2 separate regions of the Zea mays genome follow, and region 2 is linked to region 1. The links are chromatin contacts, called in public Hi-C maps. All regions are on one chromosome and are shown on one strand. Each heading gives the region's core, a stretch centred on a gene start, on an enhancer-like site or on the middle of the called end of the contact. The rest is flanking DNA. Distances are from core to core; before and after follow the strand shown.

Evidence for each region. Hi-C and Micro-C count contacts between places; a contact is called where the count stands out from the background.
Region 2: a Hi-C map of tassel shows a contact between it and region 1, with 2.6 times the contacts expected there. The contact joins the promoter of LOC103645759 here to the promoter of LOC103645753 in region 1. A contact is called at or near these places in 2 of 25 Hi-C or Micro-C datasets (leaf and tassel).

Annotation. Positions count from the first base shown.
Region 1 is chr2:1,537,769-1,541,897 of Zm-B73-REFERENCE-NAM-5.0, forward strand. LOC103645753 (endonuclease MutS2) reads right to left here and starts at 1,753. Exons shown (of 7, transcript XM_008670455.4): 1 at 1,541-1,753; 2 at 1,294-1,469; 3 at 1,018-1,292; 4 at 1-743. The coding sequence starts at 1,553. It overlaps LOC103645754, which reads left to right and starts at 2,944. Exons shown (of 5, transcript NM_001301489.1): 1 at 2,944-3,176; 2 at 3,299-3,352; 3 at 3,578-3,681. The coding sequence starts at 3,101.
Region 2 is chr2:1,822,300-1,826,690 of Zm-B73-REFERENCE-NAM-5.0, forward strand. It overlaps LOC103645759 (katanin p80 WD40 repeat-containing subunit B1 homolog), which reads left to right and starts at 2,831. Exons shown (of 18, transcript XM_008670466.3): 1 at 2,831-3,480; 2 at 3,907-4,037. The coding sequence starts at 3,447.

The sequences.
Region 1 (4,129 bases), core at 503-3,002:
TAGGTCCAGAGATCACAACTATCCTTGCATTCTTTTTTACCCACATGTCCAATGGAACAGGCATTTCAGATGCTTCTGTAGTTGATTCTTCTGCCATAAGAGACTGTTCAAGTAGAAGAGGATGGCGAATGCCCTCAATATAAATTGAATAGTCATTGCACTGGTCTGATTGGCTAATGGTATAACTATCAGTGAAGGTTGGTCTGACACTGTTTGTCCATAGGGCATACGACCCTCTAGCACAAGCAAGGTCCAATTCCAAAACATTGTCCATCAAATTTCTGATCTTCAGTTGGGAGTCTGCAATCATTGAGGTAAGCAAGCTCAATACTACCAGTTCCTCTGCTCTCTCCTCTCCTGAGAGTTTAACTTCCCTGTTGTTGAGCTCAACAGCATCCTGTGGCTCCATAAAGTATGTTGCGCCAGAGCCACTGGAACTTAGAACGATTCCACCAGGCATCAAATGCTTGTGTGAAGCTTTCACACCAACACACATCCTAGAACGGCGCTTGGTGACCAGAGGGTTATCAATCCCACCTGCTAGAAAAATCTTTGCAGCTGTATCTTTTAGTAGAGATTCTAACATTTCGATGTTCCTCCTCCTTTCTCGGCGGATTATCTCTAGTTTTTTGCTTGCCCGATCCAGGACAAGAGAAAGGGTGGAATCAAGGCAAAACTCTATCCTTTGAACAAGCTCAGTTAAGAAGTCACAACCTTGTAGTATATCTACAAGAGAAGAGTACCTGCAGGAGAACAAATAGAATTTTTTTTTTGAATCTGAAAATAAGAACCAACAAATATTTATAGACTCTTGTAATGTGTAAGAATACGTGAACAGTAACCGGTGAATTATCAGCACTATGGTTTCCATTCCATCCACAAAGCTATGACAAAACTAATATCGACTATCCATAATACACAGTCACAATGATCAAACAAAAAGATACTACTAACGCCTGATGATGGCATGTTTCAATGCCGTCCAATTCATCAGCAAGCACCAAAGCGATTCCTCACCTTCCATCCGGCATTTCATCGGCAAGCCTCTTCAACTGGTGGAACACTGCCCGCACGGCACGGATGCTGCGCCCAACTGCGCAAAGCTCCCTCACCGCCAGCGCGCGGCCCGCGACCGCCGCAGCGACGAGCGCGGACACGTCCTCGACGCCGCCGAAATCGAGCGGCGTCGGAAGCAGCACCGCCGCCGCCGTCTGGTCGATCAGCCTCTCGCTCTCCTCCCGGCTCCGCCCGACGGGGACGCGCCCTCCCTCGCAGGCGGCGCGGCCCGCAGCAGTGGCGGTGAAGTGGGCCAGCCGCTCGCACACGCCGCCCCACTCCAGTGCTGACTCCGTCTCCAGGCGTATCTGCCTGGTCTCCGGCGCCTCCGGTGAGGAGCGAGATGGTAGGTTGTAGGAGGAGGCTTCGGTGGCCGCCGCTGTGAGCCGTCGCGGCTGCTGACGACGTGGGATCTGCATGAAGCCGCGCGTGCGGTGGGAGGGCCTCGAGGAGAGGGTCACTGGGAGGAGAAGGGCAAGCGTACCTGTGGCAGCCATGGATGGCGGACGTGGATGCCCCGTTCGCTTACTTCCGCTTCCGCCCGGGAGACGGAGGGAGGTCCACACCGAAGGACTGCTTCCCACCGACCTTATCCAAAGGAGATTTTTACATTATAAAACACGGCACGGTGGGCTTCAACGAAATGGAAGTGCTCAGAAGGAATTCGACGATTTGGAAACCCACACAACACATAGTCACCACACAGTCGCTGATATGGACAGGGATTCTCTCTTATATACGACAGACAGAGATTTAGCTGCTAGAGATAACGCCATCAGCTAATTGTGACCTTTCTTTCACCTTTGCCGTCAGCTACTCGTGCATTTTCAGATTTAGTTTTCTACTGTGCCCGCAGCTTTGTGAGCCCTATAATTTATGTGATAGGCCTCCCTGCTTGTGAGTTTGTTCTGGGGCTTAAGTTTTATAATTCAAGTGGTTCATCAAAGCTTGTGGCAAGTAGAAAGTTCAGGATTTTATCATTCTGCTGTTTCTCTAGTCTACCCACTCTCTTCCCTTCGGTACTGGGAGGAACCGCAGAGTAGACATCATTCAGTTAGTGAACAAAATCAGATTCAAAAATCAAGTTTTATGTGCACATTTTCTATTCTACACATGCAAACTTGATGTTTGGACACACACAAACCTGAAATTCATGTGCACATTTTCTGTTCTACACAGAACTGAAACCAAACACACACGGACCTTCTCACACACACAAGGAATACACTGAAACAAGCATATTGTTTTAGTCCTCCGGCACACTAAAACAAACACAGATCTTGGTGGAGCTCCGTTCTTCAGTTCTACTGCTGCCTGTGAGCACTGATCTTCAATTTCTTCCTGGGGAATACACATATCTTGGTGCACATTTTCCGGTCGGCTCCAGCTGCAATGCAGGGGATGGGGAATGGGGAGAATAGGTCACAACAGCTAGTACTCCTAGCCGATCTCCACCCAGCCAGCACTGCAATGTGGACGGCACCTAGCATCTATTGGAGAGAATGGGAAGGAAGAAGAGAGAAGGAGAGCTGATCTTCAGGAGGAACTCATGGGCGACAACGCCGGGAGCAGTGACGGCGTTGCGGACGACAGCCATGCTCACACAGACTAATCCTCACGGCGGAGGATTAAGCTGTGTCCAGCGCGCCTTAGAGAGAATCCATGTCTATACCAGCGTCTGCACATCGTGTGGGTTTTTAAATCATCGAATCTCTTCCGACGTCTTCGTTTCGTCGAAGCCGAGCGAGTCGTGTTTTATAATGGCAAAAATCTCTATCCAAAGAGAGCCTTGAAAAAAACACCTCCAGAATTTGCTCTTTATTATTTGCAGTATAATAAAACACCTCCCCAATTTGCTCCGCACCGACCAGCTGACTGCGTGCGAACCGAATAGCGCGCCGCCGCCGCTCCCTCTCCACCTCTATTTTCTGCCCCTCGCCTCCCCCATACCGGGGCCCGGTAACCAGCATCCCTCGGCAGCCGCTGCCGACCGATCCGTGTCCGTGCGAGACGCGGGAGGGATTGGCGCCGGAGGCTGACCGGGATGTTCTCCGGCGACTGGACGCCGCCGTGCGGCAGCTGCTGCACCAAGAAATACGCGAGCCTCGTGCAGATCCCATGTCAGTGCCTCCGTTCACCTTCCCCCCACCGCGAAAGGGGATCATTTGGTCGTTTTGCTCCACTCTAACGGGTCATCTCTTCTCCTCTCCTCTCGGTTCTGTCATTTGGTTTTCATTTACAGGGAGGGTGTTCTGCAAGAAGGGGTGCAACGCGGACGGCGACACCTGGGACGAGTGTGAGTATCAGAGTATACTTGATGTCATCCCCTGGACTGAGCTATTTTTGGAGCTATATTGTTTGATTTCAGAATTGCTTGCTCTGTTTCTATGTCGATTAAGAATTCATCGTTAGCAGTAGGTATCCTTGTCTCCTGTCATAGTGTCTGTCTGCCTCTGGTAACGTGTGTATGGTATTGCGTCTTCTCGAGGCTGTAGCGACTTACTCATTATCAACTCCTCAGGCATAGGAAAATGTACTGAAATATGCTACAAAGATCCGGTGTTAGAAGATCGCCAGTGGAGCGCTTACATTGACCGATCTCCAGGGCAGGATAGTTACTCTTTGGTGAGTCCATCATTCTATTGTTTGATCTGGTTACATCATGTAGAAATTATTATATAAACCAAACATTTACCATCTATTATGGTTATTGCTGCCCATCTACAAACACAACTTTCCAGCTGTTATCATATTGAACATGCTCCTTACAAAATCAAGTTTAGAGGAGCGCATGGTTAGGGGAAAAAATGGATAACTGATCCAATTTTGGACTATTTTATGCAGTCATTGGAGTTGTTCTTGGCTAATATAGTTATTTTTTAATATCTCGTTATTGTGTGATTTGCATAAGCATGGCACTGGAGGCATTTTTTAGTATGAAGTGCGTAAGGCTATAACTATGTTTGGTATTTGTGATGGATTATGTAACCCCTTATACATTTTAAAATTTATATGCTGAATGGAACCATGAAGTAGTTATCCCTTTCTTAAATAGCATAAATGCAGCGATGTT
Region 2 (4,391 bases), core at 1,581-4,080, 290 kb after region 1:
CTTTTTCCATTTCGTTTTCTTTTCTGACGAAGCGGATGGAATGCTTGCCATTGCCAAGCTCTTGGAAACTAGTACAAGGGGCGGGCGGCGTAGTGTGCGCTGGGACGGAGGCGACCCTTTTGTCAGCGACTCCGCGCAGCCGGTGGGAACCACCTAGGCCCACCAAAACATCCGCAATGATAGTATCAGCCGGCCGGCTCACACATGCATGCAGACAATTTTTTTTTTTTTTTTTACAACAGCACATGCAGCTCGCACTGCCCCTATGCTACTGCTGCATGCATCACCAGCAAATGAATACCACGTGTTAAACCGAGAGAGAGAAAGAGCAACCGCTGAGGCTATCCACACTCATACAACCCTAAATTTTTACTCTAAAAAGAATATTCTATTCTGGTCAGCGAGATTCTTTACTCTATACCACAATTCTCCGCACTCATATTTACTCTATATCTAACCCTATCCCTGGAAACACACTACACGTCCTCCACGTGGTCCAACCAGGCGGGCGCGGCATCGGCTGCCGTCCTCGTGCACAGTGGATAGAGCAGCACCGTACGAGCGCTAGGAGTGGCGTACCGCCGCGATGCATGCAGTTTCCAGTGCCGTTTTTAGTTCCCGCTGCAGCGTATTGCCTTGCGCTAAAACTTTAGCGTGCCCTTCCCAGTGCATGGCTGCGGGCAGCCTGAGACTCTACCTGTACTACACGGGAGGCCTTTGTGTGCGGCTACGGGGCGGCATAGCACGTGCGAATTCGGCGCGGCGGAGCAGGAGCAGAAGAACACCGCCGTGCGACCACATCGAAATGGCCACGAAGAGAGGTGGGTGCCGTGTCCAAATGGAGTGACAACGACCAACCATAGGCAGGCAGGCGCGTCGTCGGCGGTCTTCTCGTCCATACAGTTAAGCAGCTGTATACGTTACTGCAGTACTAGTATTGTTTAGCGATAGTTCCTCTGTAGTCTGTGCCACGTTTTTTTTTCTGGTCCAAGAAGGGAGTACGGGAATAGGCTACGACGCCTGGTCCATACCCACACCGTTTCAAAATAGACCTTTGGGCTACACTTTTTAAAATTGAACTAAAATGTCGATGATATGTTCGAGTGATCATTATAATTTACGAAAATGCTAACTGAATTTTAGGTTAAAAAAGTCTATTAGCAGATGTTTATAGATAAATGTGCTCGTGTGCTAGGTTAAAAGAGACATGCCCCACAGCGTAGCCGTCACTCCTCTCTCTCTGCATCGCATCTGTAAATTTAAATTTAAATTTTATACAGTGGTAGAGTAGGCAAAAAAGTATATCTATATTTTTTCGATTTTTTTTAAAATTTTTTGTTAGTTGGTTTGCACGTAATTTACATAGAAACTTGGTTTGCACATAATACATTACCCTATTATGAACATACAAATATGCAAACAAAGTCTTATGCCATGCAGTGGTTTCAATTATTTTTTCAGAGAGAGAGAAAAAAAAAGAGAAGACGTGCCAGCAGACAAACCTATGGGATCTTTCGTTTCGGTTCCACCAATGCCATCCCAAGTTTCCTCGACAAGCCAACTGAACTACTCCTAATCATGAAGCCACCACCGAGATGGGAGCTGCCATTGATTAATTATTAGCTATCACTTCTTGCGCTAAAAAACATCATCCTCTTTGTGCATTGCATGAAAAATTACCAGCTAACTAGTATATAGCCTGTGCTAACGCTAAATTTCTCATAGAGTAGAGATAAGGGTTCGATGGCGCCGGCGGCGACGTGGGGAGGTGACGGTGGCTACACCAATGCGCGAGTGAGAGGGAGAACTTGGAGGAGGGGAGGAGGTTAGAAAGGAGGTGTCGCGGGAGAGAAAGGTGGGTGAGAGAGATTATCTAAATAATATTGGTCATTGGATTTGAGTATAAATATAAATTACAAGGGTAGCTATCCTGCAATTTCTTGTGGGTTGAGGGTTGACTTCCGTGAAAAAAAATAAATGCAACTAAAGCCTCCGTTTGATAGAGTTTCGGCGAGCTCTGTCACCTCGGTGAAAATTTTGCTTCTCCATCGGTTTTATACAAAAGAACTAGAACCATTGTGAACCCCTCCTCCGCTGTCCAGCACGCTGCGTTCAGTTCAACCAAGTACAGGACATTTGTCACCACCATTGATTACTCCCTACCTTATTTGGTTAGACCAAACGCTTAGATAGATGTGATTGCCTAATTGTACTACATGATAGCGTACAATCTTATCTTAGTAGCGTGTAAATGACCCGACAAACAACTCATCGTCATGTGTTTAGTGAATAAATCAAATTACTTCACGCGAAAGATTCAACTCTCTTCGGTTCCAAAATATAAGTTTGTCCTAAAACAACTTATTATAAATTAAATATAGTTTATACAAGAAAATCTGTACAATAATACTCCATCCGTCTTAAAATAACAGTCGTTTTAGCTCTGGCTTTTATGTCTGTATTAAAATGAATGACAATGAATATAGACACATATATAAAGTATATATAAATCGAATTTTATTTTAGGACATAGGGATTATTTATGGTATTCTAGACGTAAATTATGAACAGTTGTTTTATAATAAAAGTGTGTTTAGTTCTCGGTTATCTTTTCTATAAACTTGTTTAAAGTTAGTCGATCAAATTGAAAAACTAAAGTAAACTGTAATAAATTAGGCAGCGAAGGGCGCTGGTTTGATTTGGTTCTGTACGTATTATTGTTGTGTTCAAAAAAATTCAGTTAAACTCAGAACAAAAAAATAATTATCAGGAGATGGAGAAAAGCAAGTTGAAAAAGGTTAGAGAATACAGACTTGGAAAATGCTATCATAACAAAACGGGAGGTGAGACGAGCTGAAGACAAGATCCACCTCCCCCCACTGCCCAACGCCGCAGCGCCATTTTTAATCGGCGATCCCTCCTCAGCTCCAACCCCCAGCTGTTTTTAATTCGAAAATTTTCGAACCAAGCCCTCATCTCTCTCGTCTTCCACCTCCTGCCTTCCCCACCCCACCGCACAGCGCCCTGTCCGGCCCCAGCCAGAGACCAGACTAGACAGCTCCGTTTCCCCTCCCCGTCCTGCATCCATCTCGACCGCGCACCAAACCCGAAAACGCAGCCACATTCCCTCCTGCAGCCACCCCCCCCCCCCTCCGCTCTCGCGCCCCTCCGCTGCGCGTCACTCCGAGCGGCGGCGGCGGCGGCGGCGCCCGCCCCCACAGGGCAGTGGCGGCGGCGAACGAGGGAGGGTTTGTTCCCCGGAAGAGGGAGGGAGGCTCTGGCGGGAGTGTGTTACGGGCTTACGGCCGCCTCGTGCTGGTGACAGGCGCGGCGCGAGATCCGGGCTGGAAGGGCTGGCGGGTCCCGTTGGTGGCGCCGTGGCGTCGGCGTGATCTGAGATGAGATTGGACCCGGCTGCGCGGTATTCGCTGCGGAGGTAGACGGCCATGACGACCAACACCAAGCGCGCCTACAAGCTCCGTATCCTCGTCGCTTCGTTTGCGCTATTTCGCTTCCTTTTTTTAATTCCTTGTCGGGGTTGCTGCATAGTGGTTTTTGTATGACCGATCCATCGCTGCTGCCGCGGTCGTTCAACCAGTAGAGGGGAACATTTGGGTCAGCAAGTTTGAGAAGGAGCTCCCGACTCTTAATTTTCTGTTTCTGTTGAGTTGTTAAATAGGTATTTTGTGGTTGCGAGATTCGGCAGGTCACATTTAGCTGTTGGTGATTATCGAGTAGTCGTTACTGATTTGTCGTTTATTATCCTAGAAGTGCGATTGCTGGCATTCCGGCATGTATGTGAAAATGTCTGAAGTGGTACATTGATGCAAATAATATCAGTCATCGAGGGAGATTGGGCTGTTAAATTCGCACACATTGGAATGCCTTGACTTGCATTTGGTGTAGAGGAGTTTGTGGCGCACTCGTCCAATGTTAACTGCCTCAAGATTGGGAGGAAGACCTCGCGGGTTCTTGTCACAGGAGGAGAGGACCATAAGGTCAATCTTTGGGCTATTGGGAAGCCCAATTCAATACTGGTAAGACTGTTTTTCTAGTTCTGTTTCTACGTATGGACTGATTGTAAACTGCGGCTCCACAGTTGGGTAGGAAAACAAAACTCTTAACTCACTTGAAAAACTATTGGCTGACCTAAGTGGTTACAAGATGAGAACTTCACCTTTTCAACCGCTAACAGATTTTTATGTAGCACAGTTCTCCTTATGCCAGTATTCAATTAATAGAAAGATACTTTTAAGTTAGTTATATCAACCTACCGCACAGCAATGCGTTTTGAGGATGGTTCGTTTATATAGTTAAAATAGGTGTCATGAATAATGTTTCTTAAGGACGGAGTACTTTATTTAATCCACTTTAACTTTTTGGTGGCCGTA